Regions from separate parts of the Rattus norvegicus genome. Here region 2 is linked to region 1. Evidence: chromatin contacts called from public Hi-C data. All regions are on one chromosome and are shown on one strand. Each heading gives the region's core, a stretch centred on a gene start, on an enhancer-like site or on the middle of the called end of the contact. The rest is flanking DNA. Distances are from core to core; before and after follow the strand shown. Region 1 overlaps Ppp2r5e (protein phosphatase 2 regulatory subunit B', epsilon). Region 2 holds the start of Ppp2r5e (protein phosphatase 2 regulatory subunit B', epsilon).

Evidence for each region. Hi-C and Micro-C count contacts between places; a contact is called where the count stands out from the background.
Region 2: a contact with region 1 is called in a Hi-C map of Schwann cells, with 1.9 times the contacts expected there. The contact joins the promoter of Ppp2r5e here to the enhancer-like site in region 1. A contact is called at or near these places in 4 of 12 Hi-C or Micro-C datasets (Schwann cells, kidney, liver and 1 more).

Annotation. Positions count from the first base shown.
Region 1 is chr6:100,003,177-100,007,320 of GRCr8, reverse strand. All of the region lies in intron 2 of Ppp2r5e (protein phosphatase 2 regulatory subunit B', epsilon), which reads left to right. Among named protein-coding and RNA genes, the nearest start is that of Ppp2r5e, 48 kb to the left of the region's middle. Within about 2 kb of position 2,035, at least 10 of the 93 cell types and tissues checked have an H3K27ac peak or open chromatin away from gene starts, as enhancers often do. A contact at or near this core is called in Schwann cells, where this site is marked.
Region 2 is chr6:100,051,371-100,055,514 of GRCr8, reverse strand. Ppp2r5e (protein phosphatase 2 regulatory subunit B', epsilon) reads left to right here and starts at 1,942. Exons shown (of 12, transcript NM_001106740.1): 1 at 1,942-2,469.

The DNA.
Region 1 (4,144 bases), core at 786-3,285:
AAATCTTTAAAAAAAAAAAAGCGGTCAAGGGCATTCTCAAACACCAGTCAGTTCTATCAGAGCCAGCCCTGCTGCCACCCTCTACCCCACCCCTCACTCCCCAAGCCAATTTATCTAGAAAGTAAGTACCTGTATATAATTTTTTTTTGGCTACATAGTAGGATTGTAGTCTTATGGGAGAAAAGTTTTTGCGATTGACACAATAAAATTTCCCTTAAGATTGCAAATATTTTAAGAGATTTTACTTGTAACTAGGTGGTTTTCTATCTTATATTGTGACATTCTAGTCAATTATGGGCCATAAAAACTGGAGAGATATAGGACATTTTTATAAGGGTCCATCATCCATCCAAAACATATCCTTAAATTACAGACTAAATAAATGACAGATGTCAAGTGTGAATGTATTAGCTTTCTTTAAATGTATATAGTGACTTGGGATTAATGAAGATTTATTTTAAAACATTTCTATGTTTATAAAACTCTTAAAACTTACAAGATGTTTACAATCTAAGGTTCTAAGGGTCTTCTAAAATCTTCTCAAGGTTCACATTTGGAAAGCTCAAGAAACTTCCTTTTCTAAAAACACAGCAGGAAATCAGAGAAATGGTGAAGGGTCCCCTGGCTTCATATCTTTGTCTCCAAGTGTGCATCCATGTGTTGTTCTGCTGGAAGCAGCGTTTAGAGAGCTTAAGCAACCTTTGCTTTTTCTCAGGATGTAGCCTGCTGTAAGAGTTAAGATACAACAAAAATCATGGGAAAAAGCTTGAGTCCTATATTGGTTCCTTTTTTTGTTTCTGTGATAAAACACAAGGCTTGACTAAGGCAACTTGTAGAGGACCTTACGGTTCATTTGGGCCTGACAGTTCCAGAGAGATAAGAATCCATCACTGTCATAGTGGGGATCAGCTCACATCCCAAGCCATGCAGAGGAAGCCTGGAGAATGTCCTGGGGATGGAAAGAGGCTTTTGAAACCTTAAGACGGCCCCCAGTGTCACCTTCTCTAACAAGGTCACATCTCTGGATCCTTCCCAAGCAACCACCAACAAAGTTTTCAAATGTCCAAGACTTTGTGTGTTTGGGGAGTCATCCCATCGAACCACAGCAAGTCCTTTCATCCTACTTAAAAATGCTGTTAGAGGGCTGGAGAGATGGCTCAGTGGTTAAGAGCATCCGACTGCTCTTCCAGAGGTCATGAGCTCAATTCCCAGCAACCACATGGTGGCTCACAACCATCTGTAAAGAGATCCGATTCTCTCTTCTGGTGTATCTGAAGACAGCTACAGTGTACTTATATATAATAAATGAATAAAAAAAATGCTGTTAGAGAGAAATGATTGTAGCTTTCTTTCTGATAGGGTGGTTAGTTTTGCTTACTAAGTTGGCAGAGTCAGTAGTTGCTCAAAACTTTGCCAAACAACAAATATGTCATCGTCTAAGTAAAGAGGAAAATAACGTTTGCTAGTGCTTATGTCAAAGGAGGTATTGAGCAGCACCTGACTGTGGCTGGCCGAGTGAGGGCTGTGGCCTGTGACGGCTTGCCTTGATCTTTGGCTTACCATTACAGTCTCCTAGCAAACTGAGCAGATGTGTTATATGGAAGTTACGTACACAGCATTCTTTAGGCACTTTGCTTTTGTTTCTGTTTTAATGTTGGTGTGGGCTCTGGGTTCCATACAGATGGTTTCATAGGTGCCTGAAATACATGTGGTCATATTCCCTGGTCCCTCTTCCCCTTTCCATTCCGTTAGCCTCTATCATTCCCTTAGACAGATTTTACTTTTATGTCATATATACCTACATAAGTTTATGTATGACATCACTGTTTAAGCCGGTCTCAGAAGGACATGCATTTATTTAATTTATTTATTTATTGCTTGCTTTTATTTAGAGAAAATTTCCTGTGGTCCAGTCTGGCTTTGAATTTCTGATCTCTTGCCTCTGCCTTCCAAGTGCTGGGGTTCCTAGTGTATGCCACTGTGATTGTTTGCTCCTTCTGGGTGTGTGTGCCCACTCCAGAGAGAGTGCTGAGTCAAGGAAGAGAAGCTGCCTGTGGTGCTGTGGGGCACCGGTTTATAAAGTCTCTTGGAGCCAGCCTGGAGCCAGGGCTGAGTGACTGAGGTATTCAGAGTTCCTTTGTCTCACTATTTCAATGGAAAAGGAAGACGTTCATATTTATGTGTCTCTATAAAATGCCTTGAAATGGTGTCAGATGGGCATTGTATGTTGTGATGATAGCAGCCGAATAAAGGTCAAAGTGTCATGGAAAACCAGCAAAACAAGCAGGAGGGAGAGTGATTAGTTTATTGTTAGCAGCTTAGAATGTTCCACTTAGAAGCAGTTAAACTGGCTAGAGTTGGGGCAAGGGAGGGGGTGCTGGGCAGTTTAAAAGGCCGCAGCTATTATGGTGAGTGCTTGACATTTTGTTTTGAAGTGTGTATTTTAAAACCAGAACAACCCCTTGGAATACTGTTTCTACTGTGTGCCATGATAAAACAGTTATTTCAGATCTAGATGAGACTTACATTTTTGCTGTCAGGTTTGTCAGTCTTTTGGACATTTGACTTTGATTATTCTTTCAAGATTTAAGTGGGAGAAGAGGAGATTTATCAATCAATTTTGATGCTTTTGGTCAATAAATTGAGAAAAAAGGAATCATGTAAATCTAAGTTCATATGCAGAGATTCTATTAATTTAAAGAATAAATCATTTATTAAACATTTATTAAATACAGACATTCTACTAATTTAGTCTCTTCCTCCTCACATATGCTGGGGAATGAGTCTAAGGTCAATGCATGTGGTGCCCACTCTCCACCACTGAGCTGCATCCTCACCTAGGTTCCATTTTATAAAGCCCAGTTCTCAGGCAGCCCAAGCTGGCCTCTGCCCAGCTATGTAGCCAGGCCCAAGTTCTGTATGTATTGTGAGCTGATGGTTGCTTAAGATTAAGAGACCAGCTAGGAAGGGCTCGATTCTTGGAGATTGACTCAGTATATCTAATTGCACTGAAGGAGGCTTTCTTTTGGGAGCCCAGCACTGTCATCATATTGATGATGGATAATTAGTGATACCACATCCCAGTGCTTGGTATAACAAAAACCAATGGAAGTTTGAGACAAATTTGAACAGTGAAGATAGTTTGAAATTTAAAGTTTGGTCTTAGAAAAAACAAATGGCTTAAACATATGCTTGTTCAAACAACAATAAATTGATATCTATTTTAGGATTTTTCTTTGTCCATATATATGTATATTTATGTTTATATTTTATAAAAATAAGATGGTAGTCGTATACTCACTATAAATACTTCTAGGGGATATTTTAATCCTACTGAAAGGTTAGTCTTTTTCTTGGTAAGTGGCTATGCAGCTCTTCTGTGTGGGAACATACCGAAAACCATTTGGTTATTTCTAATTCGTTTCTGTTGTAAAGAACATCGGGAGGAATGGTTTGGTATGTATTTCAGTGTATGCATAGGTGAAAAAGCTGTAGGATAAATTTCTAGAAAAGTGATTTGGGGTTTGTGTATGTGTTGACCAAGATCAGGGAGCAGCTTGATTGTTTGCAGGAGTCTGAGCATGTTTTCACCTGATCTCTCCAGCCGGTTCAGATATGAGGGTTGAGTGAAAGGTTAGAAAGTGACATCTAATTTCTGTTGTGAAAAAAAAATCTTTAAAAAGCAGTTATTAGTGTTGTGTGCAGATATTTATTCCTATCTGAGTGTATGGTGTATGGGTGTGGGCTATGTGCTGCATGTGCATATGGAGGTAAATGGGAACTTTGTGGAACCACTCGTCTCCTTCCATGTCTTTGTGGGCTCTGGGACTGAAGTCTGGTCTGGTCCCTAGGACTGTGTAACAAGTACCTTTCCCTGACGCATCTTGATGACCATTCTTTTTCCTTAAATAAATCTAGTGTGTAACTTCCTAAGTAGATCAGGTTACCCAACTTCAAACTTGCAGCAGTCCTGCTTCTGACTCCTAAGTGCTAGGTTATAGGTGTGCACTAACATGTCTTATAAGTGTTTACACAAACATGCACACGCACAAACACACACACAATTTTTTTTCCATAAGGTTTCTTGTAATGTAGGCTAGCCTGAGACTTGCTGTGTCAGTGAATGAGGATGACTATCTCTTAA
Region 2 (4,144 bases), core at 693-3,192, 48 kb before region 1:
TCCCCTGGGATCTATAGATCTCCTTATGAGATTATTGGCCCAGCGAACAAATCTCACACAGGCAAGGATTCTTCCATATTAAAAAAAGACCTGCTCATTTCGGTTGCTCAGCTATTTTATAGAAAATGAAATGACTTTGAAATGAATTGTCTTTATAGTCATCCATAATTTGCAAGCAAAATCCTCACTCTACAAAATGTGAAATGTTCTAAGCAACAGCTGTGAGCATTTCAAACGTGCACTACTTTTTAACGGTTCAACTGTTGCCAAGGGAAATTGAGTTGGCTTCAAAATCTTCCTTGGTTTTAATTTTGCATTTACCAATCAGACATTGAAGAAACAGGCTCTGCTTGGCTAGGATATTAAACGTTTCTAAAGACTGGAATATGAGTTACTTGAAGGCAGGAACTAGACTGGAATTCCATATAATTATGCAGCACGGAGTAATGAACTTCATTAAAGATGGATGCTCAGCCAGTCAGCCAGCAGCTAGTCTTCTGGAGTCAATAGGGGGAGCCTGCTTTCATTTAAGCCACCTTTCCCATTTCAGTGCAGGGCAAACATTCTCTTTCATAGCACAGAGTTATTTTTCTACCCAACTGGATAGAAATTTGCAACAAACCAGAAACGCAAATGCATTATTATCACTTATGGGCATGGTCCAGAGAGCTTTATAAATGTTTATTCCGTAACTGTACAGAACACATGACATACTGAGAGGAAAAACTAAGCTATGGGATGAAGCATTTGAATATGAAAAAGAATATGCATATACATACACACACGTGTGTATATAATGTATGTATATATGTGTATACATACGTGTGAATATACATATATAGAAATACAATACTAAAACTACATCAAAACGACAGTGGTTATCTTTGGTTTATGGATTATGAGTATTATTTCTTCTGTATTTCCCCTCCCAGATTTCCAAATTTTGAGCAACTGGTGTTTGATCCTTGTAGCTGATATGAAGAATTTTTTTTCAATTATTATGTAGCCTGCATCCAAATCGATAGTCTACGAATATTCTTTGGAAATGTACCATTTGGCCTAGCGCTAATGATGCAAAAACATATATGTATTTTAGTACTCGTTCTAGATAGAGGTAAGTCTGTTTAAACTCAAGACTCGAAACTGTCCATTAAAATCTGTCAAGTTGGAGGCCGGGTATTTCGGAGTCCTTAAAGGGCGAATGCGGGTATTCGGAATGGGAGACTGCAGAGTTGCCACCTGCATAAACTACGGGAGCGCGGGGCCCTACCGAGACTGGCTGGGGCATCGCGGAGCTGATACTCAAAACTGACTTTTGGGGTGACAGGGTGAGAGTCCAACCCGTAGCCAGGCCTCTCACCCGTTGAGCGAAGGCCACTGGGGGGTTTTTCGGCTGGCTTCCAGGGCCGCGTTTACACAGGGCACAGGAGACCGTGGGCTCCGTGCTCAGTGGGTCTCTGCGGGCTGAAGCGTGCGGCACCCGGATTGCCGCACTGTGGCCTTCGGAATCGCGGGTGAAGACGCTCGCCGTCCACAGGGTCCCGCCAGGCGGAAGCTCCAGTTTCCGACGTACCCGCCGCTTTCCCCTCAGGCCTAGCAGTCGCCGCAGTTCCCCACTTCAGGCACCCTGGCGGAAGCGGCGGCCGGGTCGCCCGAGCTGGCGGCAGCATCCGGGTCCCCCGCGCCTCGCCCAATCGAGGGCCCTGTCTCTTCACACCCTCCAGTTTCTCCGCCCCCCCGCGCCGCCAATCCCGGACCAGCTCTCAGCCGAACATGCTAGCCTGGGAGTGAAGGCGCGCGGAGGCCAATGAAGTCTCGCTTCCCGTTTGAAGTCTCCAGTGGGCGGGCGTCGGAGGCGGGCTCTGCTAGCCAGGAGGTTCGGTTGCGCCTGTGCCATGGACTCAGCCGCCCGGTGATATTGACAATAGGAGAGAGAAAGGGGCATTGACGGGGACCCTGCGCGGGTAGCGAACGGCGGCTCTGGCAGCGGCGGCTCAGGCGGCTCCAACTCTTCCTCCCGACTCCTGTGCTTGCTGCCGCTGCAAACCCAGGCTTCCTCCCTCCTCCCCCTCCCCGCGTCGCCGCCGCCGCCGCCGCCGCCGCCGGGTCCGGTGCAACGAGCAGAGGCGCCGCCCGCCGGGAATGTGAACGAAGAGCCGCCGGCGGAGCCGCAACCGGGTCGGTGCCGATTTGATGGGACGGGCCCGCGGAGGAGGCTCGTGAGGCCGCCGCTGCCACTGCCGGAGCGCTGAGGTTCGGGGCCAGCCGAGAGGCCTAGAAACACTGCCGCTACCGCGGAACCGGAGGGACGTCGCCCCGGACGGCCGTAGTAGCCCGGGGCTCTCCGCTGCTGCCCGGACCTCCCCCTGTGCGTCCCGGGCCGCCGCCCGCCCCCGCCGCGGCCCCTAGCTCGCAGCCCACTCCGCGCAGCCACAGATCATCTTCCGATTCTTCCCCAGGAGCTTCAAGGTAACTTCAGCTTCGGGTCCCGCGGCTTGCCTCCCGGGGAACCTGCGGAGCGGCGGGCTCGGGAAGGCCGTGCCCGGGCGGCCGAGGGGTGCGGCGGGGTGGGGTGAGCGGGAGCAAGCGCCCGGCCCACTTGTCTGATCTACCTGCAGAGGCTTTGGAGGCCCGCACCTCTCTTCTACTCGGCCTCACTAGCCCCTTCCCCTCCCGCTTTTGAGGCGTCTTCTTGTCCCCCCCCCCCCCCATTGGCGGGGGCGGGGGAGCAGGGAGGAAGATTCTGTGGCCGCGCAGCTTCTCCAGGGCTTGGGGTTTATGTGAACATACCTGCGGACAAACAGGCCACTTCCCTGATTTCATACCTTTCCCTTGGAAAAGCCCCAGTTGCCTGCTCTTTGCAGAATGCTAAAGCTTTGGGCGCAGTGGCCCAGGTGAAACCTGTTTCCCTGGGCTTTGCAGGGACCCCGCTGTTATCAGTTCTGCAATGCTTTAGAGTTGAGAACCTTGACATTTATATCAGAGCTGCGCGCATAAGAGGCAAATGACGGAAAAGAAAGCTACCTATAGATCCTCGTTAGAGATGAGAGAAGAGAAATAGAGACAAGAATGAATGGTGGGGGAACGAGGCTTACGGAAATCTGTGTTGCTAGGGTTAGCATGAAACCTAAATAATTCCCAGATGAGCTTGCAATATTCGTCCCTAAATTTACAACGTACCAGTGTGATGTGGAACTGCTTGCTGAGGTCTGATATTTTCGATAATATTTATAATTTAGTACTCCGTTTTTTATATGTCTCATTATATTTAAAGCCAAATTAGAGTTAAAAGTAAACAATAACTTTCTAATGAAAGAACCAAGAAGTCCTCAGAATTCCAAACTAAACCTTAATATTGTCCACCCCTCTTCCATGTTTATGTTATTTTAATTGAATCCAGGTAATCTAGATGACTGTTAGCCTTACACAGTGGGGAGGTGTATCTTACTCTGGAAGTTTAAAAAAAAAGCACTTGTCTTAGGTGTTGGTATGACACTTGAGTAACCGAGTCCGAGCTGAGCTCTGCGTCGTATGCATTCTGTTGATCCCGTCTACCATTAATCTTGCATGGAGCCTCAGTAGCGCCGGAATGGTACTGGCATCTGTTTAGTTTGGTGAAGGCGACTGAACTCAATGCTTCGGACTTTTAGTATCTATCCTTCCTTTGAATAATTTCAGAATATTAAAAAATTGCAGAACAATGTTCCCTTGGTCTCATGGAACACAGTATTGGAACTTAAACTCCATCTTGGATGGTGTGAAGTTATGTTTTCGGTTCAACTTGGTGTTGGGTTTTATCTTAGTTTTGCTTATTAAGCTTTAATAACTTAAGATGACTTTATTTGAAAAGATTTCTTTGAAATAATTTTAATTATGCCTTTTGTGACATTCAGACAATCTAGCCTGTCCTCATTTGAGAGGTGGTGGCTCATAATAGCCAGCACAGCACATTGCACCAAAGTCCTGCTTAGAAAGTGTCAGTAGAAAGACACTTGGAGTGTCGGTAATCATCTTACTGTTGGATACTGAGGTGGCTCGTCTCATTGTTTTCCAGAGGCAGGATCTCCTCTCACTGTGTGCCCAGGGTTGGAGTCAAACCTGTTATGTATGTGTAGCTTAGGCTGGCCTTGGACTCATAACCTTT